Regions from separate parts of the Mus musculus genome. Here regions 1, 3 and 4 are each linked to region 2. The links are chromatin contacts, called in public HiCAR-type and promoter capture Hi-C maps. All regions are on one chromosome and are shown on one strand. Each heading gives the region's core, a stretch centred on a gene start, on an enhancer-like site or on the middle of the called end of the contact. The rest is flanking DNA. Distances are from core to core; before and after follow the strand shown.

Region 1 (7,410 bases), core at 2,172-4,671, 1.1 Mb after region 2:
TATTAAATAATAAATACATAAAATAGGATATTCTGTTTAGTTTGTTTGTTTGTTTTTTGAAACAGGAGCCCTGGCTGATCTAGAACCAGACAAAATATGGCATTTCTTTTTTAAAAAAAAGGGGACGGGGTGGGCTAGAGAGATGGCTCAGTGGATAAGACTGCTCTTTCAGAGGTCCTGAGTTCAATTCCCAGCAACCACATGGTGGTTCACAACCATCCGTAATGGGATCTGATGCCCTCTTCCGGTGTGTCTGAAGACAGCTACAGTATACTCATATACATAAAATAAATATATCTTTAAAATAATTTATTTATGCATCTGATAGTTAGCTTACATGCATGCCTATGTGTACCATATGCATTCCTGGTGCCTGCAAAGGTCAAAGAGGATGTCAGGTTTCCTGGAAGGCGCTATCTGGTTGCTAGGAGCCAAACCCAGAACCTGTGCAAGAACAAGTGGCACTCGGGAGGCAGAGGCAGGCGGATTTCTGAGTTTGAGGCCAGCCTGGTCTACAAAGTGAGTTCCAGGACAGCCAGGACTATACAGAGAAACCCTGTCTTGAAATAAACAAACAAACAAGAACAAGTGCTTTTAACTATAGAGCCATCTCTAGCTCACAGCTTCTCCAGAGAGGATAGAGGCAAGCACTAAGACACCTTGCCAGTAGACACAAGTGTCAGCAGTATACCATGGGAGTAGTTGCTGGGACATGGAGGCATTTTTTTTTTTAAGTTTGTATACATGACTTTTGAAATCTCAAAGGGGAGCTGGGTGTAGCATGCACACCTGTGATCCTCCAACCTAGGAGGCAGAGACAGGAGGATGGCCAATTCAATGTCAGCCTAGGTGACATAGCAAGACACACACACACAGACACACACACACACAGACACACACACACACAGAATATTAAAGTTGACAGCACCCTGGAGGCCAAGAAATAAGACAGCCAGGAGCTCAAGGCCAGCCTGGGCAACATAGCAAGTTCTAGTCTCATCAAGACTATATTGCCTCAAAGAACAAACAATGAATAGTTGAGGTAAGAGGTGAAAATGGTACAGATTATCTCAAAAAATCAAGTTGGCTTGAGGTGATCTTGTTGTCAGGAGCCCTTTACCAAGCAGGCCCTGTGGTCTGAGTCAACACACGCCAGACTCACAGTTACTACTGTTGTAAGCTGACTGACACATCACCAAAGGACGAACTCTGGCTCTTCCCCACCTAGTGTCAACAACAAACTTGGCTCTGTTTCTAGAACTCCTCCAAGCCTTCCTGTCCTGTTCTTTGTACAGGTGATCGGTCACCCACATCCAGGGAAGGGCTAAGGGGTACCATATATGAGAGCAAGTAGGTGATCAGACTGCATCTAGCTGAGGCAGGGTGGAGACACAGGCCAATGACGTGAAGAGAAGCAAGGGCAGGACCTCCTCCTGGACCAGGGTTAATGCGTTTGCCAGCAAAAAGCAAGTGGCCCAGCACAGTCAGTGCTACGGGTGCCGACGCTTACCAGGATTTTCATATACAGATATTTTTACATTTGTTTGTTTGTTTGTTTGTTTTGAGACAAGTTCTCACTGTGTGGCCCTGACTAAGCTCACAGAGTTCTGCCTGCTTCTGCATCCCAAGTGCTGGGATTAAAGGTGTGAGCCTCCATGCCTGGCCTCATTTACAGGTATTTTATGTTAAGATAACAATACACTTAAGGCCTGAAAAAAATGCATATGATCTTGGGTATGGCCTTATCTCTCTTCCCAGACACAGTTAGAGAACCTCAAACAAAACTGTTGACAGTAAGATATCCTACCTTCCTCTATTCCCAGGGCTGAACTTTTGACTTTGAACCTAGTTAGGAGCCATGAATAAGACAGGACTTTTAAACCTCACTCAATGAGATGCATCAGAGAAGCGGAGAAGCTCCGAGCCCAAGCTCTGAAGTATGTTTTACTTTTTTCTTTTGGGCACCTCTTTTGTGCCTAATCTTCATACTTAAGCCTCTATTTAAATATCTTTAACACAATCTCCAACTCTGCTTCCTAAACTGGCTAGCCTGGAATTCTTTTCATCATCAAAGCCTGGTGTGATCTGAGACTAGGTCCTTAAAACTAGGGGAAATTCTCAGGCTGCTGACTTGACAGCTGGGAGCTGGGCCCCTCTGCCATGTGTCCCCCAAACACTTAAAGTAAAATAAAGACACAAAAGTAAAATGAAAATGTGGGATTGGGGACCATGTGGGGGAACCTGAAGAGATGTGAGCACCACAGCATCTCACATCCCAGCAGCAACACTAGGAATCTGGAGGAGGGGCAGAGGCTCTGTTCTATCTGGGAACAGTCACCCTCTCCAGCAGACCACATGACCCAGGAGGTCTCAGGGAAAGGGGAAGAAGCACGGGCCTGGAAGCCAATCACCCTGGCTTGCAGCAGCCTTGGAAACACATGCCTCCTTGGCTAGAGTTTACTTCACTATGTACAAGGTTGGACTAATGAAACTACCTTAAAAAATTGTCTAGAGGACATGTCTCTCACCTGTCCCTTATAGCTGTCACATCTACCCCATAGAAGATGGCTGAGCTTAGTAGTGGCAAAACGGTAGTCAGCAGGCCCAGACAGCAGACAGGTCTGCTGAGCAAGGCATTTGCAAGGGCATAGGGTGCACTCTAAAGACATGACTTATCGGGCAGAAGGAAACATAGGAAAGATGCTGAGGGTACATGGATGGATCTCAACATCAGGGCCTCCTTGTCCACTGTCCAAGAGGCAAACAAGCAAAACCTCAGCTGCCAATGAGCCTAGAGTGGGGCCAGACCTGGCCTGGATGCAGCCTACACGCAATGTCCTCCCGTTCTGAGCAAGGGTTCACTACGCCAGCCCAGTAAAGCCCATATCAGGCATAAGAATGACCCAGCACTTGCTGTCTACTCTGACATTCTGTGAAGCCCAAGGCCCCATCGGAGGTTTCAGAGTGAGAGGGGCGACATGACTAGGCTCCAGAGTAATTCTTGACACTGGAGACTGCAGCCCTTCACCCTGCAACAACCATGCAGCTCTCTGTCCCGCCAATCTAGCCTCTTACACAGCAAGTCTGCCCCTGCTGCCGAGACCCTTCCCCGCACCCAATCCTGACAGGGATAAATAGAAACATCTTCCAGTACCGTGAGGGTTTTGCTTTCAATTATCAGAGACAGTCTGGTCTGGTCTGTCAGACTAGAGTCCCGAACCAGCAGGCCGTTTAGTTTCCATTTAATGCCTTGGAAAGGGAAAACTGAATTATGACGAGAAGGGGCGGACCGCCTCGTCCTCGACCAACCTGATCCAGACCGCGTTCCAGGAGCCCGGCGCCCGACCTTGGGTCAGCCCCGCCAGGAGCGCAGCCCGCTAGCCCCAGCCACCCGCTGCACACTCACCGCCTCCGCCGCCGCCGACTTCCGGGTGCCGCACCCGCGGGCTTTAGCCTCCAGCCCAGAACCCGCCCGGCCCGCCTCCAGAGCGCTCGCTATTGGGCGCAGCAGCGAAGGGCGGAGCATCGAACCCAGAACCGCGGCCTTGTTGGCCGTATGTGCTGTCGCTTAGAGATATAGCGCTCCGCCCCCGCAGCTGCACCAAGACTGGAGATGCACCAAGGCTGGCGATGCACCAAGGCTGGAGCTGTGTGGGCATCTGGTCCTTTCATGCAGCCACAGCTCCTCAGCCTGTGGGTTATCTCTGTGAGACCCTGCACCCCGCCCGGTTCAGGCGCTGGACCCACCTCCACCCCCTTTAGACAAAGTCCTGGTCTTTATCTCTAGACCATATCATCTGTCCCAGATAGCCCTCCCCTCCCTTTGTCGCCTCCAAGTCTTACTAGACTGCCTGTATCCTTGGCCTCTGACTTCTCATCTATTGTATTCCCTGCACTAAAAAACAACACAGAACACGGACTTCTGCTCCACCGTGCCTTCCATAGTCCTTAAGAAGTCACAGAGGCTGTTCTGTGAGTCCAGACCCCCAAGGATGAGGAATTTACCATGCTTGAGCTATGTTTGGACAATGACTGGGACATTTAGAACAGGGCCAGGACAATCACTGGGGGCTTCCTGTACCTGTTAATATCAGGTTGTGTAAGGGGCTTGAGCATCCATCGCTAAGGTGGAGGGAGCATCAGAGGTCCTCCCCAAAGTGAGTACTCAGTACAAGGATCACAACCACATTAAAGACAATGATACTGTACTACAGACTCTCAACCCAGTTGACTTGATACCCAGTTCTCATTCACTCCACTTGAGAGATGTAAATATAATTGCTCAGAGCAGTTAAGCTATTCACTTGAAGTAAAATAAAGGGCTAGCAAGATAGCTGCCTGGGTATAGATGCTCGCTGTCAAACCTGGCCACCTGTGTTCCATCCTTGGGATCCACATGGTGGAAGGAGAGATCTGTGTCCTTTATGTTGTTCTCTGATCACCACATGTGCATTGTGGTATATACTCACAAAATAAAATGTAATTGATTTAAAAAAAAAATGCCGGGCTGGTGAGATGGCTCAGTTGGTAAGAGCACCCGACTGCTCTTCCAAAGGTCCGAAGTTCAAATCCCAGCAACTACATGGTGGCTCACAACCATCCGTAATGAGATCTGACTTCTGGAGTGTTTGAAGGCAGCTACAGTGTACTTACATATAATAAAAAAAAAATAAATAAATCTAAAAAAAAAAAAAAAAAAAAATGCCAAGTGGCATTAGCTGCCTGGACGATCTAGGTGCCATGGTCCCAAACTTCAATGCTGATGTTTTGCAGAAAACTGGAACTCAGAGAGGCGAAAGCAAGGCTGTAGCCAGACCCAGTCACAGCTCTGCCCTCTCTCACACAGCCTCACCAGCATTCCTCCTGAGAACTAAAGGAAATCATTTGCAAACATGACCAGACTCCGGAGACTATGACTCCTGGCCAGCAGGTGGCAGACCTAGCTAGGCACTTCCATTCTTCCTCCAGCTTAGCACAGTCACCCTGTGCTCCTGCCAGCTGTCTCCATCTGAGCTGCCAGATCACTTGGTCTACAGGACTAAGAGGTAGTCATGGACAAGCAGGACACGGGCTTGAGGCTAAAAGAGCATGGTCTGGGATATAGCAGATACACAGTAGCTTGTCCCCAAAGCACCAAGCCATGAATTCAGAGTGGGACAATGGCTGGATATGCTTTCTCATCAATCCTATCCATAAAGAGAGATGTAAGAACATGTTGAACAGTGGTTCGAATCCCATCACAGGCAGCAGGTGGCCCTTTGGGGGCGGGGGGGATTTGAACCTCTGCCCCAATTTTTTCCTTAATTATTTATTAACTTTACATCCTGATAGCAGCTCCCCTCCTTCCTCTCCTCCCAGTCCCAAATCCAACCCCCTATTACACCCTCCCCTCCTCCTCATAGAAGGGGGAGCCCCCCTTGGGTACCACCCCACCCTGGGACATCTAATCCCAGCACACCCTCTCCCTCTGAGGCCCAACTAGGCAGTCCAAATTAGGGGAAGGGGATCCAATTCCTGCCCCTATTTTTTTTTTTTTAATAGTTATGCACTCTGACATTCTCTCCCATTTGAGTCTGGCTCATTGTTCATTCCTCGAATGGGAGCTCACCACTTTTTGTAAACACCTTTTTAGGATTTAAGTGCCAACTAGTTAGGAAGTTCTTCCTGACAAACACTTCCTCTCTGTGGCTTTCCCCAGCACTATCCCTACAGAAATGGCCAGCAGCTGGATGGATAAGGAGGATGGGGGGGGGGGAGTGGGGGGGGGAGTGGGGGGGGGGGAGACAGACAGAGCAAGAAACACACACACAGTGAGAGAGAGAGAGACAGAGACAGAGAGAAAGACAGAGAGACAAACAGAGAGACAGAGAGGCAGAGAGAAGGGGGGAGATATTCATTATTGGCCCTGGTAAGGAGACTGTAAGATAGCAGCCCTGAAACCTATCTGAGCTGTCTCTATCCACCCTGATTTCCTCTATGCAGCTGATGATCAGGCTCTAAAGCAGCCAGGTCTCTAAAAGGGGACATTCCTACACTGGGAGGCTATGTCTCCCTTTTGCCCTCTTCTAGCAGAGAAAAACCTGTTCAGCCTCTGTCCCATCAGCAAGTATGGGGAAGTGGTATGATCCAGAGCTATGGGGTCTTCAAGAGAGGTGCTCCAGGATGAGTACGGGCCAGGGTAGAGCTGGATTGACTAAATCCACTTCTAACTGAGGAAAGAGAGTCCCCACCACACAGCAACTTAACCAGAAAGACAGCTGTAGTTAGTAGAGAGCTGTAGTTACAGCTTTACCTAGAGAGAGCTACCTTCTTGGAAGACTCTGCTTTCTTAGAGTTGCTCACTCTGCCTTGCCAGAGCTGCAACAATATCTCAATACCAGGATGCCAAATGGTGTTCATTTCAAGTAGCAATACCAACGGATTAGTAGCAACTGCCTTGACTCTGAAAAGCTCCTGGTATCAATTTGTATTGTAGGCGACCCAGAAGTGAGCTCCTGCTCCAGGCATTTACTTTCTTTGTCTTCACCAAGCAACCCTTATTGGGTGAGCACACTGGACTCAGCATAGGTGGGTGAAATATGACCATCTGGGTAGACCCCCTACACACACAAACGCACACACACACACACACCCTGGCCTCCATTAGCACTATCTGTAAGGGGCCTTGGGAAACACCGACAGCCCAGAAGAGTTGCTCATTTCCAGTGCACTCAGGATAAGAGGCTTCTGAGCAAGCACAGGCCAGATTCATTTCCACAGTCTGCACTTCCATCTCCTGTTTATGTTACAGCATCCCCCGTGGGTCCCCTCCACTGCCTTATGTCACTGCAGAGATGTGTTTGGTGTGCTTTACCTAGTAGGGAAATATGTGTTTATCTTTTCAGGCAGTGGATAAAGCTCCTTGATATTTCTCCAAGACTCAAAGCAGGGCAGAGGAAATCGGGACACCAGGGTGTAGTGGGGAAGAGATAAACACATAATTCCCCTTTCCCGGGAAGAGGACGCTTTTCATTGCCCCGGGGAAAGAGCAGTCTCATGCAGCTGTAGGGAGTGCCCAAAGGCTCTGTAAATACAGGCTTCATAGAAGAAAAAAAGCTCTAGTTTTTCTAGAGTCTGCTTTTGCCCTCAAAATCACTGCAACCATCCCCACTTTGTACCAGCCTAGCTGACCTTGTTCGTCCTTGCTGCAGGGGTTATGGGGACAGTGAGAGAGCCCCCAAGGCTGGAAGTCCAACGACTGGGTTCACGCCCTGGTTGCCTAAAGCCTCAATTTTCTATCTGTAAAATGGGATTTATCTTTACACTTGCGGAGTGTAAGATAAATACCATTCTATGCCAATAGAAAGGAATCGACGCTCAATGTCCGGTTAACAGCAGGATACCTGGGAACTTGGGGTGGAGATGGAGACA
Region 2 (6,931 bases), core at 1,847-4,346:
GTGGTATTTTCTTTTAAAAAAAATTTATGAACCCCTGTCTCGAACCCCCCCGCCCCCCCCCCCGCCAAAAAAATATTTAATTATATGAGTGCTCTGCTGCATATACATCCTCTGGCCAGAAGAGGGCATTAGATCCCCTTGTAGACGATTGTGAGCCACCTTGTGGTTGCTGGGAATTGAAATCAGGACCTCTAGAAGAGCAGCCAGTGCTCTTAACCACTGAGTGATCTCTCCAGCCCCCAAAGGTATTTTCTATAGGGTTAGGGGAATCTTGTTAGATAAATAACTATAGCAGTAATTTGCCAGGAGCTGAGTGCACACAGTGGTTAGAAGGCCCAGGTGTTGTCAGGCATGGTGATGAACACCTTTAGTTATACCATTCAGGAGCCAAAGACAGGCATATCTCTGTGAGTTTGAAGCCAGCCTGGTCTACAGATCCAGTTCCAGAACAGCCAGGGTTGTTACACAGAGAAAACCTGTCTTGAAGAAGAAGGAGGAGGAAGAGGAGGAGGAGGAGGAGGAGGAGGAGGAAGAAGAAGAGGAAGTAAGTCACCCTGGGTACTCAGAAGGCACCACAAAGGATCTTTCTGACAGAATGTATGGCTATGGAAGGTTAGTTATCACTGTGGGTTGTTTTTTTTTTTTTTTTTCTGGTTTTATCCAAGATCTGTCTTTTTTTTTTTTTTTCCTCAAGAATAGTCTGTTAAACCACACAATGGATCTGTGAACTTGTGAACTTGAGTATTACACATAAAAAATATGGAACGCTTCACGAATTTGCGTGTCATCCTTGCGCAGGGGCCATGCTAATCTTCTCTGTATCCTTCCAATTTTAGTATATGTGCTGCCGAAGCGAGCACCACTGTGGTTTTTTGTAAGCCAGTTAATGCCAGAGCCTGGAAGAACAGGGAGGAACCGGATAGGAGGAAAGTTCCTGATCTACACTAAAGTAGCCAGACAATAGCTATATATGTGATTTTTTTTTTTCTGAGACAGATTTTCTCTGTGTAGCCCTAGCTGTGCTGGAACTCCAGGCTGGCCTCAAACTCACAGAAATCCACCTGCCTCTGCCTCCCAAGTGCTGGGATTAAAGGCATGGGCCACCACCCAGCATTAGGTGTTATTATCATTGTTGGTCTTGTTTTTCCTTGAGGGAAAGAGGAGAGTCTATTGTCCCTCGTTTGAGGTCTGGACCTTACCAACAAGCTGGCTGAAGCTTCATTCCTTGCCCACCTTCAGGCCTCTTCCCAATACCCCCATGCCCGGTGTACACCCTAAAGCTTGCTGACAGGTGTTTGCTGAGTGTTGGAACTGGGTAGGCCTGGAGACCAAGTACAGTACCCTCTATGTTCTTTCTATCTGCCTGGTCCAACCTGCATGGGAAAGACATTCCATTTTTACCTGCTTTGAGTTTGCTCTGGGCAGAGACACAAAGGTTTACTAGTCATACCCATTCCTCAAAGGTAAAGCAGCTGTATGTAGAGTCATCAAGGCAACCCTGTGGGCTAGAGCATCTTGGGAACTCTAAGCCCAGCCTGGAGAGTCCAGAAAGGCTCCTTGGAGTAGAAAACTACCAAATCAATACCAAAAGACAGGAAAAAGTGAGCAGTAGGTAAGAGGACAAGAGTAGGTTTGAGTCAGGTGTAGGGTGCACACCTGTGATCCCAGCTGTCTGGTAGCCTGATGCAGGAAGACCACTAGTGCAAGGTCAGCCTGGACAAATTAGCAACATCCTAACTCAAATATGAATTTAAAAAGGAGATGGGTATAGTGCCATGCACATACCTCTAATCCCACTTGGGAGGCAGAGGCAAGTTGATCTTTGTGAGTTTGAGCCCAGCCTGGTCTACATAGCAACTTCCAAGTCAGCCAGGACATAGAAAGACCAGACCCTGTCTCCAAAACAAAGACAAACACAAAACAAAAAATTCCACCATCGCCACTACTACCACCACCACCAGAAACTTCAAACAGACATTCATGCATGGTGCTGCATACCTTTATTCCAGGCAAGGTCTCTGTGACTTCTAGGATAGCCCAGTAGACATCAGTTCTAAGCCATCCAGAGCTACAGAGTGAGACTATATATATATATATATTTTTTTTTTAATGTTTTGGGGAGCTGGAAAGATGGCTCAAGGGTTATGGGTGCTTGCTGATCTTGCAGAAAACATGGCTTTGGTTCCTCCTCCTGAATGGTGGGATTAAAAGGATATACCACCACTGCTCATCTTAACATCTTACTTTTTTTTTTAAAGATTTATTTATTTATTACATGTAAGTACACTGTAGCTGTCTTCAGACACTCCAGAAGAGGGCATCAGATCTTGTTACAGATGGTTGTAAGCCACCATATGGTTGCTGGGATTTGAACTCAGGACCTTCGGAAGAGCATTTGGTACTCTTAACCACTGAGCCATCTCTCCAGCCCCAACATCTTACATTTTTAAAGGGGCTGAAGACTGAAGATATAATGAATAGTAAAGTGCTTGCCTATTACTTACTAAATGAGACCTTGGGCTCAGTCTCTACTACTACTAGTACTACTACTACTTCACAGAGAGAGAGACAGAGACAGACAGAAACAGAGACAGGATATGAATCTCAGTGGTATAAAATTTGCCCAGCATGTTTGAGGTGGGTGCAATCAATCCTCAGTCACTGCCACCTGCTGATTCAAAAAGGCTCAGATGCAAGACATGTTGGTCAACTCCTGCAATCCAAGCACTGGGGAAGCAGAGACAGCCTGCTCTATAGAGTGAATTCCAGAACAGCCAGCTCTACACACACACACACACACACACACACACACACACACACACACGTCTCAAACAAACAAACAAACAAACAACACAAAGTTTCAGTTGATATAAGAAAAGGCACCGGGCAGTGATGGCCTTTAATCCCAGCATTTGGGAGGCAGAGTCAGGCGGATATCTGAGTTTGAGGCCAGCCTGGTCTACAGAGTGAGTTCCAGGACAGCTAGGGCTACACAGAGGAACGCTGTCTCAAAAAAAACAAAAACAAAAACAAAAACAAAAAAAAAACACAAAAAAACAAAAAACAAAAAAACAAAACCAAAAAGAAAAAAGAAAAGAAAAAGAACAAAGAAAAGGCTTAGCATGTTGGGTCCTGCGTAGGAACAGAGGAGTTATAGCCACTTAGGGCTCAGAGCTCAACCACAAATTTAAGCAGATCTTGTAAGAAGTTTACCTAATTTCAAAACTCGACCAGAAACCCTAGTAGAGCCAGGTGAGATCTGACCAGAATCCATTTTTACTCAGGCCCAGGATCAGCGATCATCTAGGAACCCTACTGGGGATCTAATTCTGGAAAGGATTGCACACTGCCAGGGCGAAAGTGGAACAGGTCACAAAAGCCCTAAAGCAGATATGTGTGGGCTCCGAAATATGCCCGGGGTATCCGGGGAAGTTCAGAGGCTAGTTTGAAAGGGGTCTCAGGAGTTTAGGAAGAAGCGAAAGGCACTCAATCTGTGGGGAGGCGACAGGTTATAAGGGAGATCGCCCCCAAGGCGGAAGAGGCGCGCGGAGGGCACCTAGGGGCGCCGGAAGGGGCGCGTGGGGCGGTTGGCAGCGGCCGGGGGCGGAGGCCGTTGGCTAACTGGCCTACCAATACCAAACTATCTCTCTGGCTTCTTGCCGGGCTGCGGCCACAATGACAAAGGACTCACCCACCCCCTTGGGTGGTGGCCGCGCGTCGCCCAAGAAGCCAAGCAGCCCCGGCCCAGCGGCCGCAGTGCTGGAGGAGCAGAGACGAGAGCTAGAAAAACTACGGGCAGAGCTGGAGGGCGAGCGCGCGCGCGGCCGGTCGGAACGGAGGCGTTTCGCTACCCAGACGCGCCAGCTGCGGGAGTCGGCTGAGCAGGAGCGGCAGCAGCTGGCTGACCATCTGCGCTCCAAGTGGGAGGCACGACGCCTCCGGGAGCTGCGGCAGCTGCAGGAGGAGGTGCAGCGCGAGCGTGAGGCCGAGATCCGGCAGCTGCTGCGCTGGAAGGAGGCAGAGATGCGGCAGCTGCAGCAGTTGCTACACCAGGAGCGCGATGTTGTATTGCGCCAGGCAAGGGAGCTTCAGCGTCAGCTGGCCCAGGAGCTAGTGAACCGTGGTTACTGCAGCCGCTCAGGGGCATCCGAAGCCTCCGCGGCACAATGCCGCTGTCGCCTGCAGGAAGTGCTGGCGCTGCTGCGCTGGGAGACCGACGGCGAACAAGCCGCGCGCATCCGCCACCTGCAGGCGGCGCTAGACGTGGAGCGCCAGCTATTCCTTAAATACATCCTAGAGCACTTCCGCTGGCAGCCGGCTTTACCGGGACCCGCGGACCCCCAAGCCACGCATTCCTTGGAAGAGCCGCCCCTAGAAGCCCAGAGTAACACTGGTGGCACCCCAAAGCCTGCTCGTCGACTCGGATCCCTCGAAAGCCTGAACACTGGCGTCCGGGTTCATTCTCCAAACGACCTGCTGCCCACGCGCGCCGGCTCCCTCGAATCTTTGGCAACAGCACATTCCTGCTCACTGGACAACACACTGAATTGCTCCCAGGCTTCTGAATCCGAGGTAAGGGCCCCTGCGACCAGCGCGTCTATTCCAGACACCTCCAGTCCCCAGCCGCCGCCTCAGCTACCATCAATACATAGGAAACCTAATGACCTGCAGAAAGAAAGCTCCGAGAACAAGCCCTGCGAAGCCTCGACCTCCTCGCCTCCGGGTCTGGACTACCAGGAACTGGTGAGGCAGAACTCGGAGCTGGCCGAGGCATTGCAGGTGCTGGTTCGCCGCTGTTGTGACCTGCGCGAAGAAAACTTGCATCTGCGGCGTAAAGGCTTCTCCGAGGAGGCAGGAGAGAAAGTGAAATGGCTCAAGGTGAAGCACGCAGAGCTGACCGATCTCGCTCAGCGCCTTGAAGACAGGGCCCGCAAGCTTCAGGAGACCAATCTGAGGGCCATGAGTGCTCCAGTGCCAGGTGAGAGCCTCGAAGGTCTGGACCTGAGCCAAGTGTTTACCTGCCAGCGTGCTCAGGACCTGTCAGAACAGGCTGGCGCGCTGCAAGCCAAGGATCTACAGATCGAAGCATTGAGGCGGGAGTGCCACCTGCTGCAGGCGCGCATCGCCGCGGACCTTGGCAGCTCCTCGCATCCTGAAGAGGGCGCCACGTGCGCGCAATGGTGCAACATCAGTGACTTGGACCGGCTGCAGCGTGAGTCTCAGCGGGAAGTGCTGCGCCTGCAAAGACAGTTGACTCTACATCAGAGTAAAGCAGGCGCCTGGGCAGACGCGGGCAGACCCAGCACACCCTCGGAGATAACTCGGCACCAGGTGCAGGCGCTGGAACGCGAGTTGGGTTTACAGCGGCGGGAATGCGAGGAACTGAGCGTTCAGGCAGCCGCAGCTGAGCGGCGCTACGAGGAGACAGAGGCACAACTGCAGGCCGCGCTGCACAAAGGCGCCAGGCTGTCAGAGGAGAATGCACGGCTGCAGGCCCTGGCCAACTGGATGAAGAAGATGGCAGATGAGAACAGCAATGTTTCCCGGCAGCAAAGTCACACGAGGCAGAGGCAGGAACTCGAAGCCACTAGCCTGCTGGCTGAGCAGCTGCTGCAACAAGAGGGATATGCGCAAGACAGGCGGCAGCAGCTGCAGCACTACAAGAATAAAGCCCTAAGTGACCTTAGGACTTCCGGGAAAGAGATGCAGGGGTTGCAATTTCAGCCTGGCCACCCCTCAGAGACATCAGAGACCACCCAAGCTTCAGAGTCCCAAGCCAGGGATAGCGGGAGACCCACGTTCAAAACAAAATCTGAAGAACGTGTATTACCTTTGCCTACCAGGGACATACAGCCTCCTGCTTGTCTCTCCCAGCAGGAGAATCCAGTTATCGTTGAGGAACCAGCTGCTGGCCCCCAAGTGTCAGACAGAAATTCAACTAGTCAGTCTCTGGACTCCAAACCGCAAGCCAAGAAAACCAGTTCACAGTCAAATTCCTCCTCAGAGGTAGAGTCCATGTGGGCTACAGTGCCATCTTGCCTTTCTTTGGACATGGACACAGCAAGTGAAGTGGATGATTTAGAACCAGACAGTATGTCCACTCCCCTGGAAATGAGGAGCCTTGAGGCTCCCATCATTCCCAAGCTCAAGCTCTTCTTGGCTAGATCTAGCTACAATCCATTTGAAGGGCCTAGTGAGCATTGTCAAGGCAAGCTGCCCCTCACAGCTGGGGACTATGTCTATGTTTTTGGGGACATGGATGAGGATGGCTTCTATGAAGGGGAGCTTGTGAATGGGCAGCGAGGGCTAGTCCCCTCCAACTTAGTGGAACCGATTTCAGGAAGCCCTATTCTGAACCACCTATTCCTCAAGTCCCCTGACATTGGTCCCACTGCACTACCAGCTGGGCACAGCAAAGTCTTGAAGAAAGGCAGCTTATTACTTGGGGAAGTACAGGAGAGAGGTCTGTGTCAGGTAGGAAGGGTAGACTCTAAGACAGATATGGCAGCAGAGAGTTTGAAAACCAAGACAGAAGCCTGTTGGCTGGGCTTGAAATCAAGCTTGGAGGAGCAGAGCTTCTCCAGACCCCTCCTGGAGGCCAAAGGCGCATTCTGTCTGGCCCCCATGGAACTACAGCTGCAGAATGTCACGGCTACCTCCGCCACCATTACCTGGGCCTCTGGCAGCAATAGATATCCGCATGTGGTGTACCTAGATGATGAAGAGCATATCCTGACTCCCTCAGGTGTGAACCACTACACCTTTCAAGGCCTACATCCTGGCACGTGTTACCGGGTGAGGGTGGGGGTACAGCTACCTAGGGACCTACTACAGGTGCTCTGGGAAACAACGTCCTCCACTCTAACTTTTGATACACCTTTAGCAGGTCCCCCTGACCCCCCTCTGGATGTGCTGGTGGAACACCATGCCT
Region 3 (7,642 bases), core at 1,204-3,703, 1.0 Mb after region 2:
ACCACACATGTCCTTTTGAAAAGTGGATTCTCCTGGCCTGGAGGAAGCCTTTGGACCCATCCTAACACCAAACCCAGCTTAGCACTGTACCACAGAGAGAGATACACAAACCAGCACAAGGCCGGGAGGGTTCCCGGGAAAGGAGCTCACTCTCCCATCCTACCTCCAGGGAGTTCATCCCAAATCTCACACCCTGCCTACCCCAGTCTGTTCTAGAAAAGCCTGGATGTCTGCTGGGCCAATTACTCTCTTGGTGAGTGGGAAGGAGCCCCTGGTCCTTCAGCCCTTGGGCTCCCCTTCTTTTTTTGTTTTTTTCTGGTTTTTCGAGACAGGGTTTCTCTGTATAGCCCTGGCTGTCCTGGAACTCACTTTGTAGACCAGGCTGGCCTCAAGCTCAGAAATCTGCCTGCCTCTGCCTCCCAAGTGCTGGGATTAAAGGCATGCGCCACCACCGCCCGGCGGGCTCCCCTTCTTGACTGACCAGATTCTCCTCCGCACCTTGAGAGAAGCAGTTCAGACTCACAAAGAGGAGATCTAAGGGTCACTTACGCCAGGTAAAGTTTCAGGACCCGATCTAGGCCCCAAAGGTAGGCTGAGCGACTGCTTCCTTTTCTTGGTGTCTGAGGTGTCAGTGGACGGAGCCAGAAACAGGGCAGGAGGGAGGCAATGAGAGGACAGGGATTCTATCTTGAAAAAGACACCTACTCCAGGCTGGCCACCAGACCTGCCTATACCCTGGCACTGCCCAAACGAGCACAGCTGTCCAGCAGAGCCTCTTCTGAGAACAGAGCCACCTGAGTGTCAGGTCAGCAATACCCACATCTCAGGAACTCATCCAAGGGGCAGATGAGGATGCACACAGACTGAACAGGGCCCCAGTCATGCCAACTGCAGAGCCAGTTCAAGTCAGAGTAGCTGTCCCTTAAAGAGAACCCCAAACCTCAAGAGCACCCACATGCACAGCCCCAGAACACTAGCTTCAAGAACACAGAGGAAGCACTGCCCAGAAAAAACGGTAGCAACCTCAGAGACCAAAGCTTGAGGCAGAGTCAAGTTTCCAGGAACCACCTGGGTCCTCTGAATCCTCTGAAACTACTTACATTCTCTGAGGAGAGAAAGCAGGGGGAGAGGATTTTAATTTCTCTTAAAACTTTGATTCCCATATTGCATGTCTTAATTTTAGAGTTATGTTAAAAGACATCGAAATGTCCCTGTGACACCCTCTCTGCACTGAAACAGAACCCCACTCAAGACCTCTGGAAGACCGAATTTTCCAAGATATGTCCCCTCCAGTCTTAGCTCCCCAAGCCCTTCCTTAGTCCACAATCCACAACATCTGAGTGACAAGAACACAGACTTTCCCTGGAGCCAGAAATAAGCCCGTCCACACAGGCCTTTTTTAAACTTGCTCTTTGCAGCCAGTGGCACATACCCAACCCCAGCCTCCAGGTAAGGACTCTCCTCCCACAACAGGCACTGAATTCAGACTCCTACAAAGGCTGCTATATGTTTCTACAAAGTGGAAAGGGTGGCTCAGGCTCACTTACACCTGGGGCTGTCACACCTGGAAACAAATGGCCATCCCTTTGGTCACCTGAGTTGTGTCAAGGCTTTGGAATTGTAGAAAGAAACGAGTGGTCCGAGATTCAGAACCCCATGACCTATGAGCCAGCCCGGGGTAAGAAATTGAGGCTGCCTAGTGCCAGGCTGGCAAAGAGTGCTCCCTCCCCACGACTGGCAGCCTAGCCTCTGAGGTCTTTTGTGCTCCAGACTTAGAAGTGTAGGATAGAAGCCTCTCAGTGTTGTGTTCAGGGAGGGCTGAGGGCCTTGAGTAGGCTGTAGTGGCCAGTCACGGCTGTGGGGCAGGCCACACCTACGCTGAGAAACACAGAAATAAGTTGATTTTACATGCTGGCCGCGACGAGGGGGCTCACAGCTCCTACTCCCCCCCTCCCCCTAGGAAGGTTGGTGTCTGTAGGTGACACGCGTCCCCCTTCAAAGCCCCGAGGGAATGAAAGGCTGCAACCACACCCAGGGCCTGCTAGAACGCTCAGAGGCAGGCATTCACCTGTCCGTGCTCCGGGGACGCAGCCCCTCGCCGCAACCTGCTAATCCGCCCAGCCCACCGCCGCCCCCGTGGGGCACGTGCGCCCCTTCGGCTCCCACCCCCAACCTCCCTACCCCCACCCGCTGCTACCAGGCTCTGGACCCGGCGCCGACTCACGTGAATACGAAGAAGAGTGTGCTGGAACCAACCAACAGCGCGGCGGCCGTGGCCACCGGGATGTACTTGGCGGGTTTGAGGCGCGTCCCGGGGCTGCGGGGCATCCTGGGCGCCGCGCCGCCGCATCCCTCCCCGGGCCGGGCGGGCGGGGCCGGCCGGGTCGGGCCGGGGTCGGGCGCGCGGGCTGGACGCGGCGCAGGATCCGCCGCAGCGGCAGTGGAGGAAATCCCACCCCACGGGCGGCGGCGGCGCGCTGATGTCAGCGCGCCCCTTAAGGTGGACCCGGCGGCAGGGCCGCGGCGGGGGCGGGCTGAGGGTGGAGCGCCGGGCGGCCAACTCCTCTTTTGCGGGGTAGCCCGACACCCCACGCACGCGCAGCGCCCATCTGGACCGACAGGACAACGGAAAGCATGTTCTTTTTCTCTTTCTTGTCTGTCTCTTCCTTTCTTTCCTTTTTTTTTTTTTCCTTGCTACCGCAGGCCCTAACCCGGGAGCTCTCTTGGGCCTACATGCTCTCCAATCACAGTCCCGGGACAGGCTGAAGGTCCCCTGGCAGTCACTGGGGTGTGAGCGAGATTTCTATGACAAGGTAGGGGTATCATGGCTATCCAAACCTTAGCCAGTTCTCAGCCCTCCACACACTAAGAGTTAGGTCACCGAGTTCCTCTGTGTCCTGGCTCAGGCCGCAGGCTTGATTGAGGCCGTGTGTAAGAGACCTAGGAACGCCTTCGGAAAGCTGGTGTCCTAGGGAAAGTGACTGAACCCTGCTCTGGCCTTGACTAGAAAGGCTGCGCATGCTCACCACCCACCCGCGAGCAAGCCCACCTGCCCGCGCCAGGACGCAGCTGTTTAAGGTGGACCGGCCCTCCAAGGATGCTGCAGGCATCTGCATTGGCTTCCCCTAGCAGATCAGTTTTAATGTTTTGAGTAAGAACATGGTCAAACCCCACTGCTTGCCTTAGCCACTCCACAAGGCAGCAACATTTACTTTGGAAGCTTATTCAGGGCCTGAACAGGGTGCTGGCTGACGATTCCCCCAGAGCCGCCCCCAGTCCGGAGGCTCTTCTCCATCGTCCACCCCTCCCCAGACCAAGATAGTGGGAGCCTTCTTCCCTTGGTTGTTGCTATCTCCTTCTGTAGAGCCATAACCCAGAGTCCTTCAGCCACCTCCTCCCTACAACACTGCTTGTAGGCCTGGGACTCCTTGGCTCGCCCACAGCTCAGGGTCGAGTGCCTTAATGTAGAAACAGCTTTTCAACAGCATAAACAGTGATAGATTTTCTCTCAGATTTCTGTCCTGTTGGTCATTCCATGCCAGAAGACGTAGCTCAGGGTCTTCCAGCGTTGGTAAGATAGCAGTGATGTGACCTCACAGTGGAGAGCAGAGTGGATACAAACTCCTTTCCGCTCTCAGGTAAGTAAGTATCCAGCTGGCCCTCTGCATTAGGCACACAGTTCAGTTAAATTCGCCCGACTTTAATCTTGTCCTACAGCCCCTAACATAGAACGCTCAGAACCTCTAGGGCCTCTAGGGCCCACAGGAGGCTCCACGACTCACAGCTCCCCCACTGCAGAGTTCCTTTGGGATTAAGTCTACTCTCATGTTATATGTAGGGTACCAAGGCAGCCACACTACTGCCACAGTCTTGTAGGAAAATAGCAAACACTGGTCGTGGAGAGTCCAAAACAGTTTTAGGTGGGGCAGATGTAGCTGCTGAGGCCAGAGCCCAGAGTGATATGGTACCTTTCTTCCTGAATAGGGCTGGCAAGGCAGCAGGGAGCCACTGGAACACACAGCCTAGGAGAGCCGCAGAGGGCCTGAAACAGGAATGTAGAGTGGCAGCCAGCACAGCAGAGGGACTGAGATGGAGGTATAAAGCAGCACTCCCCACAACGGTGCTGACTTTCCATGCTTTCAGCTACCCACAACCCAGTTATTAAATAGAAGTCCATAAATAATTCAGATTTGTGTACGATTAGCCGGGTGTGGTGACTCATGTAATACCAGCTCTTGGAAGAGTGAGACATGGAGACTACCAGCCTTGGCTACACAGTGAAACTCATCTCAAAAACTAAAAAGCTGGGTGTGGTGGTACATATCTTTAATCCCAGCACTGGAGAGGCAGAGATAAGTGGATCTTAAGTTTGAGGCCAGCCTGGTCTACATAGTGAGTTCTAGGCTAGCCAAGCTATGTAACAAGAAACTAAAATGGTCAGGATGCAGCAGTTTGGTAGAATGCTGGCCTATTAAGGCACGGCACCACAGGGCTTAGAAGGATCTTAAATTCAAGGTTATCCTCAGCTACACAGCCAGTTCAGGGCCACCAGCCTGGGCTATGAGGCTATCTCACACTAACCATTTAATAACTATACTATGCTGCTCTCATCAGCCTTGGGTGTGAACTCCTCAGCTTCCCTATTTCCTCATTTGACACGCTGTAGCTTTCTTGTCTCAGTATCCCCAAAGTGCAGCAGTAGTGATGCCAGAGGCCCTGTGAAGCGAACTTAGGAACCTGTGCTGAGGTTGCTAAGCCCTATAGTAAGGTACAATATCCCTGATTCTATTGCAGTGTATCTGGCTTCATTACTCTGAACCTTCCACTATGTCAACTTCCAAACTTGCCACAGGTGTGTATGCACAGTAACACACAGGGCTTGGCACCCCCTTAAGTTTACAGCATCTACTGGGAGTCTTGGAATGCCCCCATGGATAAGATATATCTGTTTCTTTTATCTTTTCTTCTTCTTCTTCTTCTTTTTTTTTTTTTTTTGGTTTTTCGAGACAGGGTTTCTCTGTATAGCCCTGGCTGTCCTGGAACTCACTTTGTAGAACAGGCTGGCCTCAAACTCAGAAATCCACCTGCCTCTGCCTCCCGAGTGCTGGGATTAAAGGCGTGCACCACCACGCTCACTACATCTGTTTCTTACAGTCTTAAAACCTGTTAAGACTCCACCCTACTTGGCTCAGTCTCTGCGTCAGGATATAATACCAGGCTAGTTACCTGTTGATGTCCTTCCTCCAAACTATTGTCAATGGGGCACTCAAGACTTGAAGCAATGCATGTCTTCCTTGGCTACACCATCTATAGTATGAACCACTTCCTTGAATGTACATCAGAATACAACCTGAGCACAGGACAGCAGTGTCCCTTAGCCAGTTTGTATTTGCAGAATAGAAGGAAACCTTCTGGGTCTGAGTCCAGGATTTATGCCATGAGAGCCATCACAGCCATCCTCCTCTATTGCAGATACATGGGGAGAAATGCCAAACACTGGTCATAGGAAGAGACGTCCTACTTATAAAGTCCTCTCCCTAAGGGCATTTACCCCACTCAAAGGTTCATTTGCCTGTTACTACAAGGTAAAGGGTACTTGAACCTGAATCCTCAGTCCAGGGCCCGTGGACAGTTCTTCCAAGGCCACCTGTAGCCAATGTCTCAATTCTACTACATCAGGCCCCACTACATACACATATCTCTTCCTGGGATGGAGAAAACCAAGAAACAGCCTTTAGTTGGCTTTAGAGAGCAGCTTGGGGAATGAAAAGGTGCTTTTGCAGGAATGGGCAACGAGGGAGGTGTGAGTATGATAAAGTACATGTCTATATGGTAATGTCACCATGAAAGCTGACTTTGAATGCTAGCTTAAATTTCTTTAAAGCTTTAAACTGGACTGTAGTGGCACACACCTTTAATCCCATTGGGCAGATGTTCTGAGTTTGAGGCCTGCCTGGTCTACAGAGGGAGTTCAAGTACAGACAGAGCTACACAGAGAAACCCTGTCTCAAAATAAAAAAAAAAAAAAAACAAACAAAAAACAAAAATAAAAAAAGAGAAGAAAGGAGAAAGATGGAGGGAGGAGAGAAAAGGGGAGGGGAAAGGAGAAAGGCAGGCAGGCAGGCATTTGTAAGCACACCCTGCAAAGGACAAGGTCAGACTTAACAGGGTCAGTTTAATAAGGCGAGCATCAACAGATAAATATCCAGACTCTGGTAGGTGTTACTGGCAGTCTGCTACAAAGCAAGAGCAGGTCCTGTTAATGCACTCAGACCCCACCATGGGTCTTGCCCTGTGAGGTGGGGCTGCTGAAGCTCCTGAGCCCACAATGAGTCAGTCAGGTCAGGGCTTTCTTTTGCCTGTCTGTAAGTATGTGCATTATCATTTGATTTGCCTAGAAAGAGAGTGTCTAATTCTCTGGGGCTTCAGGCAATTGTGAGCTTAAAACTGAACTCATCCTCTACAAAAGCAGTAAGCGTTCATAACTGATGAGCCATTTCTCTAGCCCCACATAAGGCAGGTTTTATTCAAGTAGTCCCTAATCCTAATGGTGCTGAGTTTAGAATTCAAGGTCCAAACTCCTAGAGTGCTATTTGAAGATGTATTGGGGCACCTAATGGCTTCCAATAGGAGAGTGTAGGGCTAGACTCAGTTACACTATGGCACAGTACCATGGTGGCCTTTCCCTCCACTGAGCTTGGAGCTGCTCTATTAACCAGAGCCAATCAAAACCAGTTTTTCCTATAGCCAGATGTTTAGCTACCTACCACCTCCCTTCACCAAGATGAAAGCACATAATAGTCTCCCTTCACCTCTCTTTCTCTCTCACACACACACAGACCCTATACAAAAGCACAAAGCAATAGTTCTAGCAGCAAGGAAGCAGCCCACCTTGGCCCTGAATGCCAGTTGCAGCCACACACACTGTGGCCTCCAGCACCAGCCGGTACCGTAGTATCTGGTCCCTAAGAGCCACAGAAGGACACACCATTTTGACAAACTGGTTTTCTCCTAGGAGAAAATCAGGCTGGTAGACAGGTGGCCAAGGAGGGCTCCAGGCATAGACACCTTCCCCACCCCTCACATAGCCTTGTCAGCTGGTCCAGGTTTTCAAAGGCATTTTTTATTCACTATTTTTGATGACTATAAATAAGTGTTTCCACTATGGAAAAGAAAGTTAGCACAGTACATTTTCATGACTGGGGAATGGATTTCTGAAGTCATGTTCAATGGTGTCAAAACTTGGAGGAAAAAAAAGTTAAAAAAAAAACAAAACAAAAAAACAACCTGAAAATTGGAATTCAGTTCTTTATAAAGTCCCTTGTAAAAACAAAACAGAAAAACAAACCTTAAAGGGTAGGGCAAATTTTTAAAAAGAAAAGGAAAGGAAAAAGACAGAGTGATTCATTGTTTCTCCTCAGACTTCTCTTCAGCCTCCTCTCTGGCCTCCCTCACTGAAAGGGCTTCCAGCTTCTCGGCCACCTTTTCGGCATTATCATTTTTGCCTGGTCCTGCAAAAACAGGCAATTGCAGTAAGACAACAGAGAAGTCCGGCTGTGAGACTACACTGCTCTTGGCACTTACCTAGTGCAGAGGCCCGACCTGTTCCCCAAGCATCACCCACCACTCTCCCCAGATGGGT
Region 4 (7,757 bases), core at 1,013-3,512, 1.4 Mb after region 2:
GGTCAGGAGCTCAGCACCACCCCTGTGGCCTAAATATAACCCGAGCAGGCGGCTGGCCGGGAATAGAGACCTCTGTCAGCCATGAGCAGGTGTGGTGGGAGGATAGTCATTGTGATTGGCAGCAGGGTGGGTGGGCGGGCAGGCAGCCAGTCACAGGTCATGTGAGTGTCCGGTGGCAAGACTGAGGGTGGAGCCTTGTGTCCTCACAGGACTGCCTGGTGCCCGTCTCGCCTGCTCACCCATGCCCCATGTCTAGGCTGCTGACAGGTTCTCAGGAAGGATGGACACCCAGCACACCAATCTGGCCTGACCTGGCCACTGTGGCTGGCCACATTCTGGTCTCATGGGGACAGACCTGGCCAACCAGTCAAGTGCCACCACTGAGCATATTTGAAGTCCTATCTCTGGTACTTCCCATTGTTCCTCTGTCCTTGACTCTGGAGCTTTCTGACCCCTGTACCCTCAAGACCCCTGCTACCCAGTGATTTTATCCTTATTCTCTTCCATGGCAACCCCCCACAGCCCCTGGATCTCCTAGACACCTTGAGTCCCTTGGCCACCTCCACTGCTTGGCCAGTGTAAGTGGACTTGTGTTACAGCCTCCAGCCTGGAGGTAAGGTCTTCTGAGCTCTGGGTCACTGGAGTAGGAGCAGGGCTCTAAAGCAGTGCATGCAGCTCGGCCCACCCATGTCCACTCTCAGACAGCATCCTGGACTCTGGGTCTTGTCAGGGCTTGCCTCCCAAGTCCAGCACATGCCCATCCATGTCTTCAGCTCCACGTCTCCCCAGCACGGGCCTTCTCTCCTCTTGTCTGTAGCTCAGACCATCAAATACACTGAAAATCACCCCTCGGATCTGGAAAAAAAAACAGAACCTTCCTGATTTCTAAGTGTGCCAAGACCCTGGCTCAGTGATGACAGCCACAGGGGCAGAGACGGAGGCAGCCTGAAGCACAGCAGGGTCTAGAGGTCTCAACTGCCTCTTCAGGAGCAGATGCAGATGGCAAGAGCAGGCTGAGGCAAGAGTCACTCAGTGTGCCCTAGACTGCTCTGAAGGGTTTCTTTATTTAGTAACGGGTGTTTGTCCAGTCTCTATAATGTACCTAGCCCTATACTCACCACGTGACTGAATGCCAAAATTGAGCCTTAGGAAGGAGCCACAGGGACTGTGGTCTGAGAAGAATCTTGAAGAGTTGGTCCTGTTTGTCTAGCTTCAGCAACCTTCTGACATCTCTTGAACAGCCCTGTGATGAGCAGATCCCTCCTAAGAGATGAACTGGGGAGCGATAGCCCAGCCGTGCCTGCTTTCCAGGGAGCTATCCTGAAGAAGAGTGAGCAGGGGGCTTGGCACAGCTAGACAGGGACTGACAGGTAGTCAGTCCCTCTCACTAGGCTCCTGGGACCCCAAAAGGAGGAACCCCAGCTCCTGGCCCTGCCCATACAGGCCTGGGTAGGGGCTGTGGTATGAGCTTGTTTGTTCTTCGGCCCGTCTTTCCAGTTTGGAGTCTGGGTGTACAAGTGGGGCCAGGGGCCTAGACACAAGGGAAGGGGCTCTGACAGGGTGTGGATGGGGAAGGGCGGGGCCAGGTGCTGCGCTTGCCTGCTACCCTCACCTACCACTCTGAGCTATCTGTTTCCCAGTGGTGCCCTGGATGCAGGGTCTCTGGAAGGGCCCCGGGTCTGGGAACCCTCTGACCTTAGGAGTCCTAATTAATTCAGTCTCCTCTGCTTGGTGTCTGTGGAGTTCTTGGCCTCTGTGTTCCTCTGAAGGGGACCAAGAGGGTCCCACTTTCTCCTCCTGGACCCCCAAGTCCTATACTCTGTGTTTTCTTCCCACCCCAACTACAACTTCCTAAGTACCTCTCTTACTTCCAACAGCATCCTGCCCTTTACTAAATATATGTGGAGAAACCAAGGCCCAAAGAATGAAAGATGTGGAGGAAGGAGGTGTCAGGGGCAGCTCTGGCTGCTGGAGACACTCTGGCTATGAGACACCTGGGGCTCTGGAGGAGTAAGCTCCTGTGGGCATTTTCCTGGCTCCAGATTGTCAGAGGTATGACTGCAGACACCACCACGAAGTTCTGGCCTGTGAAAAATTCAAGGCCCTGTGTAATTGGCTGGACCAGAGACTATGAACAGCATCTGTCCCCAGGGAAGGGAACAGGGCAGCAGAGGCTGATGTGAGTGCTGCTCCCACCTTCCTGCCAGTGACCCTTCCACCAATTTCAGAACTGGGAACCCCGAGGCCCAGAGGCCCTGCACAGTATGCAACCTCACAGCAAGGCAATGATGGTGGCAGGCCTGTCCTGTCTAAGGAACACAGAGGTGAGGGAATCCCCTTGACATAGGATGACAGTGTAGCCATGGTCAAGCTTGGCAGGTTGTGAAAATGGTAAAAGGAGGGCAGTAGAGCTGGCAAGTGATAGCCCCAGGTCAGTGGTGATTTCTGCCAGGCTTGTGAGGAAGTTTTCAGACTGACCAGGAGCCCCACAGGCAGGTACCAATGCTAGGATTCTCTCCAGGGTGTGCTCTGCTCTACCTCAGCCATCCAGAGCCCTGTCCTGTCTGCAGGTAATGGGTCAGAGCAGAGAGTTAAGGTGAGAATACAGCTAGATTGGCTTGTGGTCCCAGAAAGACTGCCCTTTCTTTCTGGGCCTTAGTTTCTCCATCTATAAGATAGTGAAAATTGCCCAAGAAGAGCTGTGACAGGCTCATGACTTAAGGGTAAGATTGTGAGCAAGCTCTGCCGATCAAGAAAACCAGATCTGCCGGGCGTGGTGGCATACGTCTTTAATCCCAGCACTCGGGAGGCAGAGTCAGGTGGATTTCTGAGTTCAAGGCCAGCCTGGTCTACAAAGTGAATTCCAGGACAGCCGAGTTCCAGGACAGCCAGGGCTACACAGAGAAACCCTGTCTAAAAAAAAAAAAAAAAGAAAAGAAAAGAAAACTAGATCTGAGGACTGTGGTCTGGGATAGCTGAACCTGCTAGTACAGTCCACCCTAAAAGAACCCCCAGAGTAGCCTTCCTCTCTTGGTGTGCCCTTGCATTCATGGCTGGACCAGTCCTGGAACATACTTTAAGATTAGGTCCTTTCTGGCCATGGTGGCGCACGCTTTTTAATCCCAGAGTTCCAGAGGCAGAAGCAGGAGGAGATCTGTGAGTTCCAGGTCAGCCTGGCCTACATAGTGAGACCCTTTCTCAAACAAACAAACAAACAAACAAACAAACAAACAAACAAACAAACAAAGTTAGACTCTTAGGTTTTGACTGCCCCAGCACAACTCCAGCTGCCTTGCCATGCACTGCCCTCCTCCAGTATGTTATGTTCTAACCTTTCAAGGCTGACTGGAGGGAAGGTGAACTGGGGTCAGGGGAGGGAGGGGACAGAAGTTTGGAGCCAAGACAAAGCTTCATGGCCCTCTCTTACCCAGGCCATGACAGGAAGAATCCTGCCCCGTGTTTCTGTCACTATGGATCAGGAAGCAGCACACAGATCACCACTTTCATGTCTGTAACCCCAATAGACATCACCAGTGGATCTCAGATCTCTTTCTTTACTGGATGGAAAGGCTCGGCTTAAGTTCCTCGGCTCAAAACCAGACCCTGGACATGGACGTGCTCACCCAGATGGTGCCTAGGTAGGGCAGCTGCTTGTTTATTTGGTCCTGGTCTGGAATGGATTCAAGACTTCTGATGGTCTTACCTGAGCGTGGAGACCTGGGAGAGGGACCGTCAGGTTGCAAGCCCCACAGGTCTCCTTCCCCTGTGCTCAAGGAGTGTCTTGCAGGGAGTGTCCGTAACTCCCTGCTGTCAGAAACTACCACCCAGGGAACAGAGCAGCAGGTGGGGGTCTGCTCTTCTGTGCTGGCCCTGCCCCCATGAGGCTGAATGGGCGCCTTGGTGCAGCTCCGGGGGCCCCAGAAACATTTGCTTTAAGTCTTAAAATATCAGGTTCCCGAATGGCGGGACTTCCCTGGGGGCTGGCAGCAGGCAGGAGGGATTTTGAGAGTAAGATTCCCTCTGGCTCCGCCCCATTGGCTCCGCCCCATTGGCCTCCACTGAAGCCAGGCAAATGTTGTGGGTAAGCCAACAGGGCTCCGACTGGGCTCCCATTCTCCTGCTGGAGGGAGCCTCCTACTCACTCGTCCATCTCAGCTTCTCGGATGCCCCTCTGTCCTCTTCACAATGTGTGCCCTGGTGGAGGCCGGGCCCTGACAGCTTCCGTACCAAGCTTCATAGCCAAAGCTTGATTCTACAGGACCCAATAACATCTTCAGCTAAAGACGATTTAGATGAAGTGCTGTGTACCCTAAGCCTGTGTGCAGCCTTCTTTCAGACCAGAGAAACTAGGAAGAAATGACACCAGGTTAATATGGAGCTTAGTACTCCCAGTGGCTTTCAAGCAATAGGTATAATTGCACAGGGTCTTGAAGGGTGAGTAGGAGTTTCCAGATGGCTCAGGTGGGGAGGCTCATTGGCTCAAAGATCTGGGTGGTACAAGCTGGTACCTGGTTCTTGGACTAGAAGGGAGACTCTGTGGGTACAGACAGGGACAGAGGGATGTTCGATCCACTTCTTAGAACATATAGGAGCTTGGCACGGGTGCCACCTGAGGATGCAATTGAGAGCTATTAGAGATTCAGGTATTAAAAGCAGGGAGACCTTCTGCACACAATCTGGGGGGCGGGTAAGAGAGTCTCCCCAACAGCTTGTTCTGTCCCTTAGCATGAAAGCAACTTCCTCCTACTCCTGATGCCCCAGGGACCACTGCCAGGAGGAAGGCACAGCCCCCACACATCCCCACTCCCTCTCAGACAGACCACCAGCCTTGGCCCTAGGGACTCTCTTCCATGCAGAGCGGGAATTGGAGCCAGGCTGCAACAGCTGGGTCCACTCCTGCCCACCCCCCCAGGCCTACCACTTTCATTCCCAGGCCCCCAGCCCAAGCCATTCCCAGGCTGTATCTGTCCCCAAACACACTGCTTGGGATGTGGTCCGACCAGGCTTCCAGAAGACCACCAGTCAGGGTGTTGCCTTCCTCTGGCTCCCAGGATGCAGAGTCTTAGGTTGGCAGGGTTTCTTAGGCTTGTTGTCACCAGGGTAAGCTATAAAGAACAGAGGTCCCCTAGGGGACTCAACAGCTCCCCCAGAAATAGCAAGAGGGAGGGACTGAGGGAAAAGGAGCGGGAGGGAGAGGGGAAGGGAGAGAGAATATATCATTCAAGGTATACAAGACCTCCAACAGTTCATTCTGGAAGCAGCTACCTATAGATTCATGCATGTATTCAAACAGCCAGTCCTGGTTCCAACTGGTGGGTTCCACCAACCACAGAATAAAAATATTTTAAAAGGTAAAACATGATGTTACAGGACTGTAATCCCAGCATCAGCATTGGCCTGCCTGGACATGTACTGAGGCTCTGTGTAGAAAAACAAATGCTGGGGGTATAATTAGTGATAGAGGACAAACACTGAGCCACAGGTTCGAGCCCCAGCACCCCAAAAGGAGATAGTAAACTATTACCTGTGCTAAACACAGGGGTTTGTCTGTTCTCATTATCCCACAAACAACTCTCTATAGAGAAATGACACTGTCAACTGTTAGAAGTGAGCAGGACCTGGTTTCAGGTATGCAGAGACGAGCCAGGGATGAGCATCCTTGTGGCTAGGCATCATGGGGTAGCTGGGATCCAAAATGACATGGATGCTGGATTCTGAGGGACATCTGTGTCTGAATTTGATAGCTCAGAAGCACGGACAGGTCTCACTAGGAGCTACTCTGGGAGCTTTAGATGGCATGATCCTGTCCTAACCCGACTGTCTGACAACTGGGGATCTTAACCTTCATAGGCAGCAGATTGCATGAAGACACCAAGGGTGTTCCATCCCTCAGAAGATCCCAGCGGCGGCAGCATGCTGGGCTGGCTGCCTTCCTCAGGTCTGGGGGGGTTTTCTCTCAGCTATCATCTCTGTGTCATTGGCTGGACATCTTTAACTGCTGCCTAGGACCGGGCTAGGAGCTCTATCTACTCAGGCTTTCTCGATACCTCCCTAGTTCAGACAAGTTTCACAGGTAGGGAAACTGAGGCAGAGAGGTTGTAGAGATGGCCAAACCTGGAGGGATAGAGGCGATAGGTATCCCGTGCCTGCCCATTGTGGCTGCCCAGTGACTCAGAGGCATGGCGAAGGGGTGAGGATAGGGTAGGGACCAGAGACTGGCCCTGGAGAACTATACTACAGCCATACTGGACTTTCTTGGCTAGGGCCTGAGGAAGCAGAGGCTGAAGCAGCTTTCTCAGTCCCAAGGAACCAGGCTCAGTATCTTGGGGCGGGTCAGAGCCTTGCAGAGGATTAGGAGGTCATTGGTGCCCCTGCAACTTGAGCTGCCGCCAGCTCTGGGAATGGGCTTCTGACTCTCTACAGCCTGCTGGATCCCAGAGAAAATCCTGGAGGCCGAGTTAATACCAAGACCAATTTTTATTTCAACAAAGTTAATTCTCAACAATGTGACACAGAGGCAGGGGGATTAACCTGCTGAGGGGGACGGGAGTCCAACAGGACACCGCCTCTCCCTGCTCCTCCCCCCACAGCTGCCTCCAGCCAGAGGAGGAGCAGTTGAGACGACCCATAGAGCCCTGACAAAGGCTGGTCAAGCTCTCCTCTGTGTCCTGGGCAAGCAGCACTCAAGAGGGCCTTCTGAGGACTGAATGCGCCAGTTCAACCCTGGAAGACCCCTGGCCACACCCACAGGGGCTACCCTTGTGTCTTCCTACTCCTTGGGATGCAGTGACTAGCCTGGGAGGAAGCATTCTGGTCAGGCTTCAGGGTCTGTGAGGCATGGTGATACAGAGATGGCCTCCCCAGACTTGTCTAGTCACCATGAAGACCCCAAAGAGTAGAGGAAGGGAGAAGTTATATATAAAGGGAGTGTGCTTCTCAGTCAACCCCATTGACCCTGGCTGAGCACAGGCCTGACCAGGAAGCTTTTCCTGAAGCCTGGAAATAAATGACCTGGAGGCCATGGACTAAGGGAGGTCTGGAGCCCTGTCAGAAATTCCCGCTGACAATGAGCACATGAGAGTTGTGTGGGGCCAGATCCAGTCTGGCTGCTTACCTCCCTCTGTTCAGGTCTATTTGATCCTCTGTCCTACCCAGCTTCCCTTGGTCTGGGTGAGCACTTAGCACAGCAGACAAGCCCTTGGCCTCTGCTAGGCCTGTGCCATCTCATCATTCTGTAAATCTGAGCCAATGCCTAGTGTCAGTAGGTGGGCACTTCTGAGGGGGGCCCATAATGAGGGGACAGACATGATGGGAGGACAGAGAGGGCATGAAGGATATTGGGGCTATCTGCGTATGCCCACACCAGTCCCCAGCCTCGCTCATGGGCACTGCTTGAGGGGATGAGTGGGGGCCCAAGGGTACTCGCCGACAGACCAAAGTCAAACCAGATGGGCCAGGGGCCCCGTGGGGCAGGCGGGCCATTCGTCACCGTTATCTGCCCCGCCGCCAAAATCACAAACACATTTTTTAGTGAAGGACCGGCTGCCACTGGCCTTCGGGCCCTGATGCCGCCCAGCTGTGGCCACTCTGGGCCGGGAGCCCAAGGGAGGAGTGCCCAGTCCTGGGACCTGCATCCCCAAGCTGTGCTCTGTACTTAGAGGGAAGGACAGAGGGACCCTAGGTGGGAGGTGGGGGTGCCTCCTCAGGAGGCTGGTGGCCCAGTGATCATCTCATGGGGGAGAGACCCAGAGACAGAA

The links. Promoter capture Hi-C pulls out the DNA fragments that hold promoters and counts their contacts. HiCAR-type assays count read pairs that join an accessible place to other places.
Region 1: a HiCAR-type map of astrocytes shows a contact between it and region 2, with 3 times the contacts expected there. The contact joins the promoter of Tango2 here to the promoter of Rimbp3 in region 2. A contact is called at or near these places in 1 of 39 promoter capture datasets (liver) and 1 of 115 datasets of contacts at active chromatin or transcription factors (astrocytes).
Region 3: a promoter capture Hi-C map of liver shows a contact between it and region 2, with 2.7 times the contacts expected there. The contact joins the promoter of Zdhhc8 here to the promoter of Rimbp3 in region 2. A contact is called at or near these places in 3 of 39 promoter capture datasets (cranial neural crest, liver and pre-B cells) and 1 of 115 datasets of contacts at active chromatin or transcription factors (thymic regulatory T cells).
Region 4: a contact with region 2 is called in a promoter capture Hi-C map of liver, with 6 times the contacts expected there. The contact joins the promoter of 4930588K23Rik here to the promoter of Rimbp3 in region 2. A contact is called at or near these places in 2 of 39 promoter capture datasets (both in liver).

Annotation. Positions count from the first base shown.
Region 1 is chr16:18,340,489-18,347,898 of GRCm38.p6, forward strand. Tango2 (transport and golgi organization 2) reads right to left here and starts at 3,422. Exons shown (of 9, transcript NM_001359109.1): 1 at 3,310-3,422.
Region 2 is chr16:17,205,039-17,211,969 of GRCm38.p6, forward strand. Rimbp3 (RIMS binding protein 3) reads left to right here and starts at 3,097. Exons shown (of 1, transcript NM_001033338.3): 1 at 3,097-6,931. The coding sequence starts at 3,676. Gm22129 (a small nuclear RNA gene) reads right to left here and starts at 860; the gene lies at 754-860.
Region 3 is chr16:18,232,683-18,240,324 of GRCm38.p6, forward strand. Zdhhc8 (zinc finger, DHHC domain containing 8) reads right to left here and starts at 2,454. Exons shown (of 11, transcript NM_172151.4): 1 at 2,225-2,454. The coding sequence starts at 2,328. Ranbp1 (RAN binding protein 1) reads right to left here. Exons shown (of 6, transcript NM_011239.2): 6 at 7,297-7,511. The coding sequence ends at 7,405.
Region 4 is chr16:18,604,400-18,612,156 of GRCm38.p6, forward strand. 4930588K23Rik (a long non-coding RNA gene) reads left to right here and starts at 2,263. Exons shown (of 2, transcript XR_384719.3): 1 at 2,263-2,324; 2 at 3,432-5,346. RefSeq lists enhancers at 1-230, 1-2,224, 24-230.